Regions from separate parts of the Mus musculus genome. Here region 2 is linked to region 1. Evidence: chromatin contacts called from public promoter capture Hi-C data. All regions are on one chromosome and are shown on one strand. Each heading gives the region's core, a stretch centred on a gene start, on an enhancer-like site or on the middle of the called end of the contact. The rest is flanking DNA. Distances are from core to core; before and after follow the strand shown. Region 1 holds the start of Nsmce3 (NSE3 homolog, SMC5-SMC6 complex component). Region 2 overlaps Fam189a1 (family with sequence similarity 189, member A1).

Region 1 (5,508 bases), core at 1,574-4,073:
AGATTTGACCCCCAGGACTGCAAAAACCAAACTAAATTTTAAAACTGCCTCATGAATTTAATTCTGCAGCCCGACCAGGACCCTAAGAAAGTCAACCCCTAAACAGAAACTAACAGTACCTAAGCACCCTGCCAGCCCCTGTGCTAGGTCCTTAGCAAACAAATCCCAGCTAATTCTTTGAATTCGGAATTCCTTGGTTTCAGATTGTTGGTCTGGAAGCTGAAATTTGGAGTGTGGGTAGCTTTTCCAGAATTGTAGTCTAGATTCCCTGAGGCCAAAGTTATATTCTTCAGGGTCACCTTGTCTACGTTCTACCTATCTGTTTCTCCATGAATGAAAGTAATAGACCAACAGGCCCCACAGGGTTGGTGTGAGGCTGAAGAGGCAGTGTTTGCAGTTACCTTTGCAAAGGCATTGACTCTTGCCTTTGCCACCTTCCGTGTTAGGACTTCATAGTTTCCATTGTCGGTTGGAAGTAGGATGCAGGGTCTGGGTGACCTTCTCATTGCAACTTCTAACCTCCATTTTAATAACATCATTCTGTGCCTGTGTTTTCTCGTCTGCATCCTGGATGGCATGGAGAAAGGTGTTTTGAGATTTAAAACTGTATCCTTCTTCCTGTGTTTTGAGTCATGATCATCTGCTGTCTGTGTGGGGGGTGCTGCTAAAAGATGCTGTGGTTTCTAGTCTTGGGTGCTAGCCTAGCTTCTGGAGTCGCATGGTTCTCTGTGAAGAAATTAACACAGAAAATACTGAAACGCAGCCTGATGGCTGACAGCAGCTCTCATCTTATTTTCCTTTTCTCTCTTATCTCTTGGCTGCTGAAATTGTTTGGCTCAAGGCACAACTGATCCTTCTGGAGGGACCTTTTTGCAGATTTTTTAGATCGCAGGAGGCTTTGATGAACTTAAATACAGAATTCAGTATGCAGGGAAACTGAAGCAGATGAATGGAAGAGTGTCATGATGCTGTGTTTTATTTAGTTGGTCTCGGTCCATTTTGTGTTGCTGTAAAATAATGCACAGAGTGAGTAAACTGGAAATAGGAGAATTGTCCTCCACTCGTGACTCTGAAGGGTGGGAGGACTAGGGGCCAGGTACCACATCTGTGGAGCATCACTGTGTCGTGAGAGGTTTAGAGAGTACAATGGCAAAATTGATTTAATCTTAACTCATTACAGAGAACATGGCATTCATTCACTCATGAGGACAAAGCCCTCTTCAGTGGGGGGATTACATTTCCAACATGCAAGCTTTAAAGGACACATTCAAACTGTTGCAGCCTCTGCCATTGCGACCAACCTTTGATGATGTCTTCGTAGACCCTGTATGGAATAGAAAGTTACTGCTCAAAGCTCACTAGATTTCAGAACACTTGAATCACAACATGGGGTGGGATTTTATATTAGCATTGCAGGTCCCATTATCAGAGTGCATTTTCATATTGAATTATAAACAAAAATTTTATGCTGCTTACATTTAATGAAATTTTAATAAGGCCATGTTTTGGTGTTATTATTCAAATAATGTGATCTGAATTGCTTTCCTCTGAATATATTTGCATTAAGGAGGAAATCAATTTGAGTTCGTTCTCTGAATAGTTTACCTATTTTCTTGGTAGCTTTAAAAAAGAGAGAGGAAAACTCAGTTCCGTTGTCAGTAAATGGAGAAGAAACCCATTTGCTGAGATCCACAGCAGTAATAGCAACAGACTGCTGATGGTTTGAGTTAATGAAATGACTCATTTTGTCTATTAGAGTTGCACAATTTAAACCATCTACAAGCCACACACACCACAAATTATAAAGGATGATAGCTCTTCTCTTTCTTATTGAGATTTTAAAGCTTATATATTAAGAGAGAGAATTAAGAAATTCACATTATTGCTACTCCCAATCATTGGTAACCTAAATTAAATGGTAATCTCTGGAGAGAGCAAGTGCCTCTGGGGTTAGCATTCCTCTAACATGTTTCTGCTAAAATTGTGGATGTGGGTCCGCGGCAGTTTTCCCAAACATGTCTTCCAAAAGGTCAGTCCACATTACCAAACTAAGTCACGTTATTGGCAGTGCTTACGTGGTTTCTCATGGTCATCTAACTGAAATTCAATGAAGAGAATGTGAACCTGAAAATTGCAGAAGTCTTGCTTTTAAGAATAACTTCCCTTACAGACTCAAGGGATTGTACAGAAATTAACTGGCCAGGTGGGAATGAACTCTGCCAAGGACAGATACCGGGACAGGGTCCCCTAGTCTGTCATGTCCCGCATTTGGTGCACAAGTCAACACTTTTTTTTATTTGGGGGGGGGGGGGGGTTCGAAACAGGTTTTTTCTGTGTAGCCCTAGCTGCACCGGAACTCACTCTGTAGACCAGGCTGGCCTCGAACCCAGAGACCTGCCTGCCGCTGCCTCCCAAGTGCTGGGAGTAAAGGCGTGCGCCACCACTGCCCGGTAACTCTTTTTTTTTTTTTCTTGACTTTCCAGATCTTTTCCTCCTCTCCCTTTATTTTCCCACCCGCACACATTTATCCTTTGTGTTCCATAGACAAACTTTGTAGCTTAAAAACTAACCAAAAACTATTAGACGTGTCTAAACAGGTGTGCCCTAGAACTCAACCGCACACTTGCCGAGAAGTTTTGGTTCTTGTTTTCTATTTATATGAGCTCATAAACACCATTCAATTCTCATTAAAACTGGGGATAAAGCCCAGGAGGAGCTGCTGCCAGCGCCGAGGCCCTCCGCATGCGCAGTAGCTATGAAGAGTCCCCGCCCCCGCAGGCTGGCTCCCAGTCGTATCGCTCCGCCTCCCGGACGCAGCGCGCCGGCGACGTGACGTCACGCGCGCGCCGCAGCTTCTCTCCCAGCCTCTGGGGCGCGCTCGCTCGGCGGAGTCTTCTGGCGGTTGCTGCTCCCGATCGCGGCCTGCTCTCCGCCGACCGGGGACATGTTGCAGAAGCCGAGGGGCCGCGGTCGGCCCAGCACGCAGGCTGACCCGGAGCGGGACTGGGGAGGCGCTGGCGAGGAAGGACCCAGCACGTCCCGCGCCGCGGGCGGCTCCTCCCAGGGCTCCCGCGCTTCCCTGTCGGCCCCGACCGTGGGGCCGCGCACTCAGAAGCAGCTGGAGCTGAAGGTGGCCGAGCTGGTGCAGTTCCTGCTGATCAAGGACCAGAAGAAGATCCCGATCAAGCGGACGGACATCCTGAAGCACGTGGTGGGCGACTACCGGGACGTGTACCCCAACCTTCTGAAGCTGGCCGCCGAGCGCCTGCAATACGTGTTCGGGTACAAGCTGGTGGAGCTGGAGCCCAAGAGCCACAGCTACATCCTCATCAACATGCTGGAGCCGGTGGAGGCGGATGCGGAGATGAGGGGCGATCAGGGTACCCCCATCTCGGGCCTGCTTATGATAGTCCTGGGGCTTATCTTCATGAAAGGCAACACCATCACCGAGACTGAGGTCTGGGACTTCCTGCGACGGCTCGGAGTGTACCCCACTAAGAAACACTTAATTTTTGGCGACCCAAAGAAACTCATTACCGAAGACTTTGTGCGGCAGCGCTACTTGGAGTACCGGAGGATACCCCACACCGATCCTGTGGACTATGAATTACAGTGGGGCCCGCGAACCAACCTGGAAACCAGCAAGATGAAAGTTCTTAAGTTTGTGGCCAAAGTCCATAACCAGGACCCCAAAGACTGGCCCACACAATACTGCGAGGCTTTGGCAGATGAGGAGAGTAGGGCTAGACCTGCAACTGCTAGTGCCCCAGCCACATCCTCTTGAACTCTTTGAGTTATGGTCTGAGGGACTCTGGAGATCCAGTATAAAAGAACAGGGGGAATGGGGGTCGGAGGAAGCTTGATTCTGCTACGCATAAAGGCCTTGGAGCGTTAGGATGTGTTGCAGGGTTTTTTGTTTGATTTTTTTATTATTATTATTATGGTTTGGAGCTTTAAATTTTCATTTAATTGTCTTTTTGTTTATAAAGAGTTTTCTAACTTTCTAAACCTAAATGAAATTGTATGATGCCAAACATATTCAAGAAGGAACACTTTGGTAAATTGCTTTGATGTTCTAGACGATAAAGAAACAGGGTAGCTATTATCTTAATGACTAGTTCCTGGGGAAAAATAAAAGTCTTTTTAAAATTGAAAATAAAATTGTTTTAGCTTCTTGTCAACACAGCTTTAAATATACATATTCTGTTGGGTGTGAGCACTTGTGGTCCCACGAAATCTATGTGATGTGTTTTCTAGCATTTTTATATTCATAATCATAATTCTGTTGTCCTATGGGTTCTACTTAAGATTCTTTTCTAGTATAACAAATACTATACTTTTGAGTCAGTTCACCATTATTATTATTATTGTTTCCCTGTTAGAAATTGCGGCTAAAAAGGAAATGTCATGATTCCAGACTTTTTTTTTTTTTCCATGATAAGCTAAGTCAATGGTGTTGCAGAAGTGTGTGAATGTGTATTAGAGCAAGTTGTAAAAATCGTTAGGTCTCCGGTTTATAAAACAGTGTCGTGTCGTATCGATTAACCAGGCCTGATTGGGAACCACACTGCCCAAGTGCAGATCCTGTTCCACCAGAAGAATTTAGCTTGTGTATCTGTAGAATCAAGTGTGCCCTTAAGGTGAATAAATAGGAAACGAGATAAAGCTGAGCAAAGCCCTGGTGTGGAAGAATAGTTCTTTAGAAGAACTCAGGGTGATGTCTGGTGCGGACAGACCAGTGTGAACAAGGCTACCACAAGATGAGGGGCACTTTATGTTGCTATAGGTGAGTCAGGAAACAAGTTCACAGATTCCTTGGAGTTCTTCATAGTATCTGGCCAAACACTGGGCACAGGCAGTAAGTACTGTTGTTCTGAGAAGAGTTGCAAGTTCGTCATCAGAAGAACAAACAGGGTGGCAGTGAGGACAGGTGACTTTAATCAGCCCTGAACTAGAGGCCAACTAGAGGAGTCTGTGGTAGCTACGAGGTCTGAAGGGACGAGAGGGGCTACTGACTGTTGGCTTGTGTTGCAGTAGTGTCCTAGGATGCTTTCTCCAGCTGTGACATACCATGACCACAGGCAGCTTGGAAGGTAAGGGTTTTATTTCAGTTGTAGTCCATCACTGAGGAATCCTGGAGGCTGGAAATAAAGTAGAGGCTATGAAGGAACACTGCTAACTGGCTTGCCCAGCCTGCTTAAACAGCTCAGGACCACTTGCCCCAGGGATAGCATTATCTACAGTGAACTGGGCCCTCCCACATCAAAAATCGATCAAGAAAGTGTTCCACCTGGTGGAAGCATGTTCTCAATTGAGGGTCTTTCTTTCCAGATGACCCCAGTTTATGTCAAGTTGACTAAACAGCACGAGGAGATCTGGAAATTTTTAGGCAAGGACTAGTTTATCCTTGAGTCCCCCTTCTTGGTTACTTTTTAGGTTAGTGTATGAGTTACCTTCTGCCCATGGGCTCCTGACCTGAGTCAGCTTTCGGTTGTGCTGTGCTGCTTA
Region 2 (5,508 bases), core at 1,654-4,153, 220 kb before region 1:
CAGGTGGATGGTGGACTCGTAGCTCATGCATCACGGGCTGACTGGATCTTTGATGGCTAATTTGCTGTGTAATTATCCCAACAAATGTCGGCCGAAACGTGTTGAAGTCTATGTGCTTCTGCTGTCTTTTGTGTACGTTGGGAGTGATTTTTATTCTTAATGTCTCAGATAAAGCCAGAATGGTTATTCAGTGTATAGGCTGTAGGTTAGCCGTTTAAAAAGCTACTCATTTTAAGGGTGGGCTTGAGTCCCCTTTGAGTTGGCTTGGAGGGGAGTTCCTGGCTACTGTGAGTGTGGAGGGTCTGAGAGAGATTGGTGGTGGTATGCCTTGTTTGAGAATATCAAGAGAGGGGTGCTGCCTTTGCATATGTGGGCGTGTTCCCTGACTTGTTGACGTGACTTGGTCCTGTTGCAGCATAGAGCTTTTTTGGTTCTCCTGTGGAAAGGGGACTCCTCTTGTCTTGCAGTAGTGTGAACATGGGTTTGGAAAGCCTAGCTTAGTCTGAAGTTCCTCTTATCCACGCAGTGTCCCCGCCCTCTCCGCGTATCCGCTGTCCCTGCCGTCCCTGTGGACCCTCTCTTCCTTGTTGTCCCTGCATGAGATTCTCTTTAGGCACCTTCTCTTCTCATCAGGCCATCCTGTGAGGATCCCAGACGCTTTCCTCTGTATCACGAGTTTGCACTTCCTTCTGTGTGGATTTTTCTTCTGCGACGGTGGTATTTTTAGTCTGCGCGGCACGCCTCCTTATCTTGCCTAGTTCTGTGCATGAGGCCCCATTCTGTACCTTCTGAGCATAAGCTTCTATGTGTTCAGGCGCTTGATTCAGGATGTCTGTGCCTGCCTACAGCCCACCAGGATGGCAGCCCAGAAAGGCCTTCAGATCAATTTAGGAGATATTTTCTCCTTACTGTCCACAGGGCTTCACTTGCCTTCCATGTCTGCAGGTATCCTGATGATTGGTACAGTACCCAGCTCATGCCCCAGTATTACCCCCAATCCCCTGCCCTGGTCTTTCCACAGCATCCTTTCTGAGAGCTCAAGCATGTTCCCAAATGGGAAACTCTAGAAATAACCAATTCATCAGCTCAAAGTTGCTTTTAAGGACTATGTTGTTACAATGATTAGTTTTATCATTGCTGCTGTTACTATTTTGTAACTGGTTTATCAATCAAACCCACACTAGGTATAGGAAGCCTCATCTGTACATGGTGAAGCCATCTGTGGTTTCAGGTATCTGCAGACCTCCCTGGAGCTCAGTCCTGCTCTGACTTCTACTCCTTGTCACCATGGGCTTTGAGTTGGAATAACTTCTGTTACAGTGAAGAGCGATCAGTTCTCATCCTGGAGCATCCAAGGAATTCAGGAAGGTGCGAAGAATGCAGGATGCAGTGAAGTACCAGGTGCTGCTGATGCAGGAGTATATTCTGATATAGATGCAAACAGAGAACATGTGCCTAAGAGGTAGGTAGGTAGGAGTGTGTGTGTGTGCGCGTGTATATGTGTGTGCGTGCATGTGTGTGTGTGGTTTACTTTAAGGATAGTTACTCAGCTAGAAATTTATTTTATTGTCACAAAAAGAATGTAAGTATATTTAACACATCACTAGAGAAGTTTTTTTTTTTTTAATTTAAAATTAAAAAGACTTTGAAACCCATGTTTAAACATCTTATTCTCTGAAGCTCACTGATATTCAGGGGCTGTTCCCTCTGATAAAATTTCTTTCCCCTAGCATGTCAGCGTGACTTGGATCTTTTATCACAAGAGGCTTTTTTTGGTGGGGTCTGACTTGATGACAACAATGACTGTTCATCCTGCCCCAAGTTGATTGGTCTCATAACTTGTCTTCTGTCAAACTGAAAGATCTGCTTGTGTGTTGTGGGTATTAGTCTTGTCTGCCCTCTCCTGTACCCCACTGTATGAAGGTGAGGCTTTCTGTCTCCTTTGTTCCCTGCTCTCCCTTGTGTCTAGAACACTGTCTAGAGGGCTTGTGAATGGTCGGTGAAGATCACAGTGCCTTAAACAACATCTAAAAAGCTTAAGAGACCAAATCCCACGCATCTAGTGAGAACATACCCATATTACGATATAGGTTCATAAACTAGAAGGGAACATATTCCTTTAGTCCGTCTGGCCATGAAATCAAAATGGAAGTTATCAATGTTACCGTTTTCTCTCCTCATTTGTCAGTGCAACATTTGTAAACAGCTTGGAAGACAAAAGCGCAGAGTCGGAAGCAGAGGGTATTGGACTTACTACTGTGCCGCCCTGGGCTTCTGCTCAGTGGCGGGCATACCTGAGTCATGGTGGGCATACCTGAGTCGTGGTACTAGCTCTCCACATCAAGGTAGAGAAGGATTGGGCTGGGGGGAGAGAGAAGGGGACGGGGAGGAGAAGGCTTCCCTTTTGAGTGACCTCCTCCTTAAGCATACTGTTTCAAGATAAACTTTGCATTGGAGTGTCCAGTCATCTAATCACTCTTCGAAATTCAAGCTCCTAGGCAGGAGGTCTTGTAGCACGGTCCATTTTGACAGGCAGCTCTACTTCATGATTGGTCAGTCACACATAGGCCCCTCCCCACAACAGAGAGCCTCTTCAGACTCAGGGCAGGTTTCTACAGATGCTCTCAGGGATGAAATGAGAGCCCCTCGGAGATGCCAGCAAGGCCTCCAGAGCCAAGTAAGGGAACATTTGTGTCACTGTTAGCATACGGTGTTTTGTTTGCCACCAGAGAAGCTTGTGCTGGCTCCTCTCCTCCCCCCAGTCTTCCTGCTATGATTAATTTTATCCTGTGTGTGTGTTGGCAAAGACAGGATTCCTTTGCTCTAGTTGGAGTGACAGGCCACGTGGTCTCATCTCCCAGTTGCTCTCTGAGCCCTGGTGCCTGGGCATGCATAGCAGTGTGTCAGATGCAGTCCTTTGTGAACTCAGCTGTCCCCTTTCCAAGCTGCTGCCCTGGGGACCGTCTCCACATACACCATGTCCCATCACCCCTGCAGAGTGACTCAGGCTTGTCTCGGCTGCTTCCCAGGAGTCCATTGGACTCTGATATAGAGTGTGTTCTTTGGAATTGGCCATCTCAGTGATGGGATTTCTTTTCTCTTGAACTTAAACCATAGATGGCAAGGATGTGGGGAAAGGGGAGCCCTTATTCACTGCTGTTGGGAATGCCAGCTTGCACACCCTAGCAGTAAGGTGGAACTTGGACCCACATCAACTACTGCAGTCACCATGGAAATTGGTGTGGAGGATCCTCAGAAAGCTAGACATAGATCTACTGTCTGGACTGTTTGGTTTGTCAACTTGACACAAGTCTGCATAGATCTGGGAAGAGAGAATCTTTTTTTAAATTAATCTTCTCATACAATATATTTTGATGTTTTCCTCCCCTCCAGACCCTCCCAGCTCCTCCACCCCTCTACCCAGCCAACTTTACATTATTTTCTTTCTCTCTTTCCAAAACAGGCAAGCAAACAAGCAATCAAGCAAGCAAGCAAAGCCAAAATGAAAGCCAAGAAACACACATACACACAAAACAAAACAGAAAGTCCACAAAGGTACTCATAGGCCCTAGGAAGGAAACCTGTTACTGTGTTTTCACTACATGGATGTAGCATCACATTGCTCTCTGAATACTTATGCTCATGCGTTGGTCCATCTTGTCTGTGCCGCTCCCTCCCCCGTGCCAGAGAAGTTTCCTTAGCAGAGACTCACAGCTGGTCACATGCTGAAAATAGCTGATCTTGAGATATGCAGGCCTCAATAGGACATCCACATCGCTCCCCCCCCCCCATGCTCCCACCCTGAGGTTCAGAGACCATTGTGGAAGAACAGGCAGAAAGATTGTAAGAGCCATTGGCAGTTGATGGCTGCTGGGGGGAAGGAAATTATCTTTCTTTAGCAATGTGGGCCCTGGTAGGTTGCCCATGCTCTGGTAGATGGCCCTGCACTCACACACATACACATACACACACAAACACACACACATACACACACACACACACACACACACACACATACACAAACACACACAAACATGCACACACACAAACACACATACACACGCACAAACACACACACACGCGCACAAACACACACAAACGCACACACAGAGAGCGCTAACTAGATTCAGTGAGTTTAAAAAAAAAGGACATAAATTTGGAAGGAACATGTGTTGGGGCTCTGGAAGAAGCTGGAGGGGTGATGTGATAGAATACTTTGTATATTGGTATGAAACTCTCAGAGAATAAATAGATTTAAAATAAATAGATTTTGTGCACGTTTTGTTAAATTTCTTATAAATGGCCCTTCTTTCCCAGAAAGTTACGGTATTGTTAGCATTGGAGTGTCTCGCTTCTACTGGAGATCTGTGCTCCTAATTCAGGATGTCTGCTGACCTATCCTGGCTCCTTGCCTTGTCTGGCTCAAGGTTTGTCCCTCAGTTAGGGTTGTTGAATGTTTGAGTAGCTTGTGCTATGATGAAGTCTTTCTCACTGAAACCAACTTGATCACTGTCTATAAAGTTATTCCTTTCTTTAGAGTAGCAGTTCTCAACCTTCCTAATGCTGCCACCCATTAATACAGCTCCTCGTGTTGTGGTAACCCCCAACCATAGAATGAATTTGTTGGCACTTCATAACTATAATTTTGCCATTGCTATGAATTATAATGTAAGTAGCTGAGGTGCAAGATATCTGATTTGTGACCCTTGTGGGGCAGCGACACATAGGTTGAGAACTTTTGCTTTAGAGCAAATTTTGGTGCACACGTGTTTCAAGAGGAGTGCTTTAATAACCTTCAGGCAGAAGCAACCCAAGTATCTATGAACACGAGAGCAATAAACAAAATGTGACACGCATGTACTGTGGAATGCTGTCCATGAGACAAAAAAGGAAAGAGGTTCTGGCTCAGCTTGCAGCATGATGAACCTGGAGGGCGTTTTGTGGAGTCCAGTCAGTCATCAGAGGGGTGCATCATATGTGATTCTACTTCAGTGAGGCACCAGGAGAAGTCAGACTCACTGAGACAGGGAAGAACAGTGTGGGTAGGGTTCCAGAGAAGGAGTGAGAGGGGTGTTATTTAATAAATATAGAGATGAGAAAGTTTGGGAGATCTGTTGTGTAACAAACTGCATGCACTTAACATTTCATTTCTGCACACTTAAAAATAGTTAGGCTGGAAATTTTCATGCTGTGCATTCTTACTATTTAAAAACTAGCCAAGACCAAACAAAAAAGTACTCTGTCTTCACCCGTCACTCGTGTGCCTCTGTTTGAGCCGTTTGCTCCTTTGAACATGCATCTGTTTCGTGGGCCTCCTTTTTCTACCTTGATGGTCTCTCCTCTGGAGCGTAGAGGCCACAAGGCTGAGATTCCTGTTTTGTTCTCTGGAGGTTTAGAAAAGTGCTTAGCACCAGGAAGACGGTTCATAAGTATGTGCCTTAAATCTGGTCCCAGCCGACCCTGCTCCCCAAAGCTCAGACATGGACTTTGGAGGGGCTTCTGGCAAGA

What was found. Promoter capture Hi-C pulls out the DNA fragments that hold promoters and counts their contacts.
Region 2: a promoter capture Hi-C map of hippocampal neurons shows a contact between it and region 1, with 2.6 times the contacts expected there. The contact joins the enhancer-like site here to the promoter of Nsmce3 in region 1. A contact is called at or near these places in 2 of 39 promoter capture datasets (epiblast stem cells and hippocampal neurons), 1 of 484 Hi-C or Micro-C datasets (the C2C12 cell line) and 4 of 115 datasets of contacts at active chromatin or transcription factors (embryonic forebrain, embryonic stem cells, forebrain and 1 more).

The regions. Positions count from the first base shown.
Region 1 is chr7:64,870,355-64,875,862 of GRCm38.p6, reverse strand. It overlaps Nsmce3 (NSE3 homolog, SMC5-SMC6 complex component), which reads left to right and starts at 2,823. Exons shown (of 1, transcript NM_023239.5): 1 at 2,823-4,181. The coding sequence starts at 2,945. The coding sequence ends at 3,784. All of the region lies in intron 2 of Fam189a1 (family with sequence similarity 189, member A1), which reads left to right.
Region 2 is chr7:65,093,111-65,098,618 of GRCm38.p6, reverse strand. The region is part of intron 1 of Fam189a1 (family with sequence similarity 189, member A1); the gene reads left to right. Among named protein-coding and RNA genes, the nearest start is that of Gm32963, 49 kb to the right of the region's middle. Within about 2 kb of position 2,903, at least 33 of the 459 cell types and tissues checked have an H3K27ac peak or open chromatin away from gene starts, as enhancers often do. A contact at or near this core is called in forebrain, hippocampal neurons and neural progenitor cells, where this site is marked.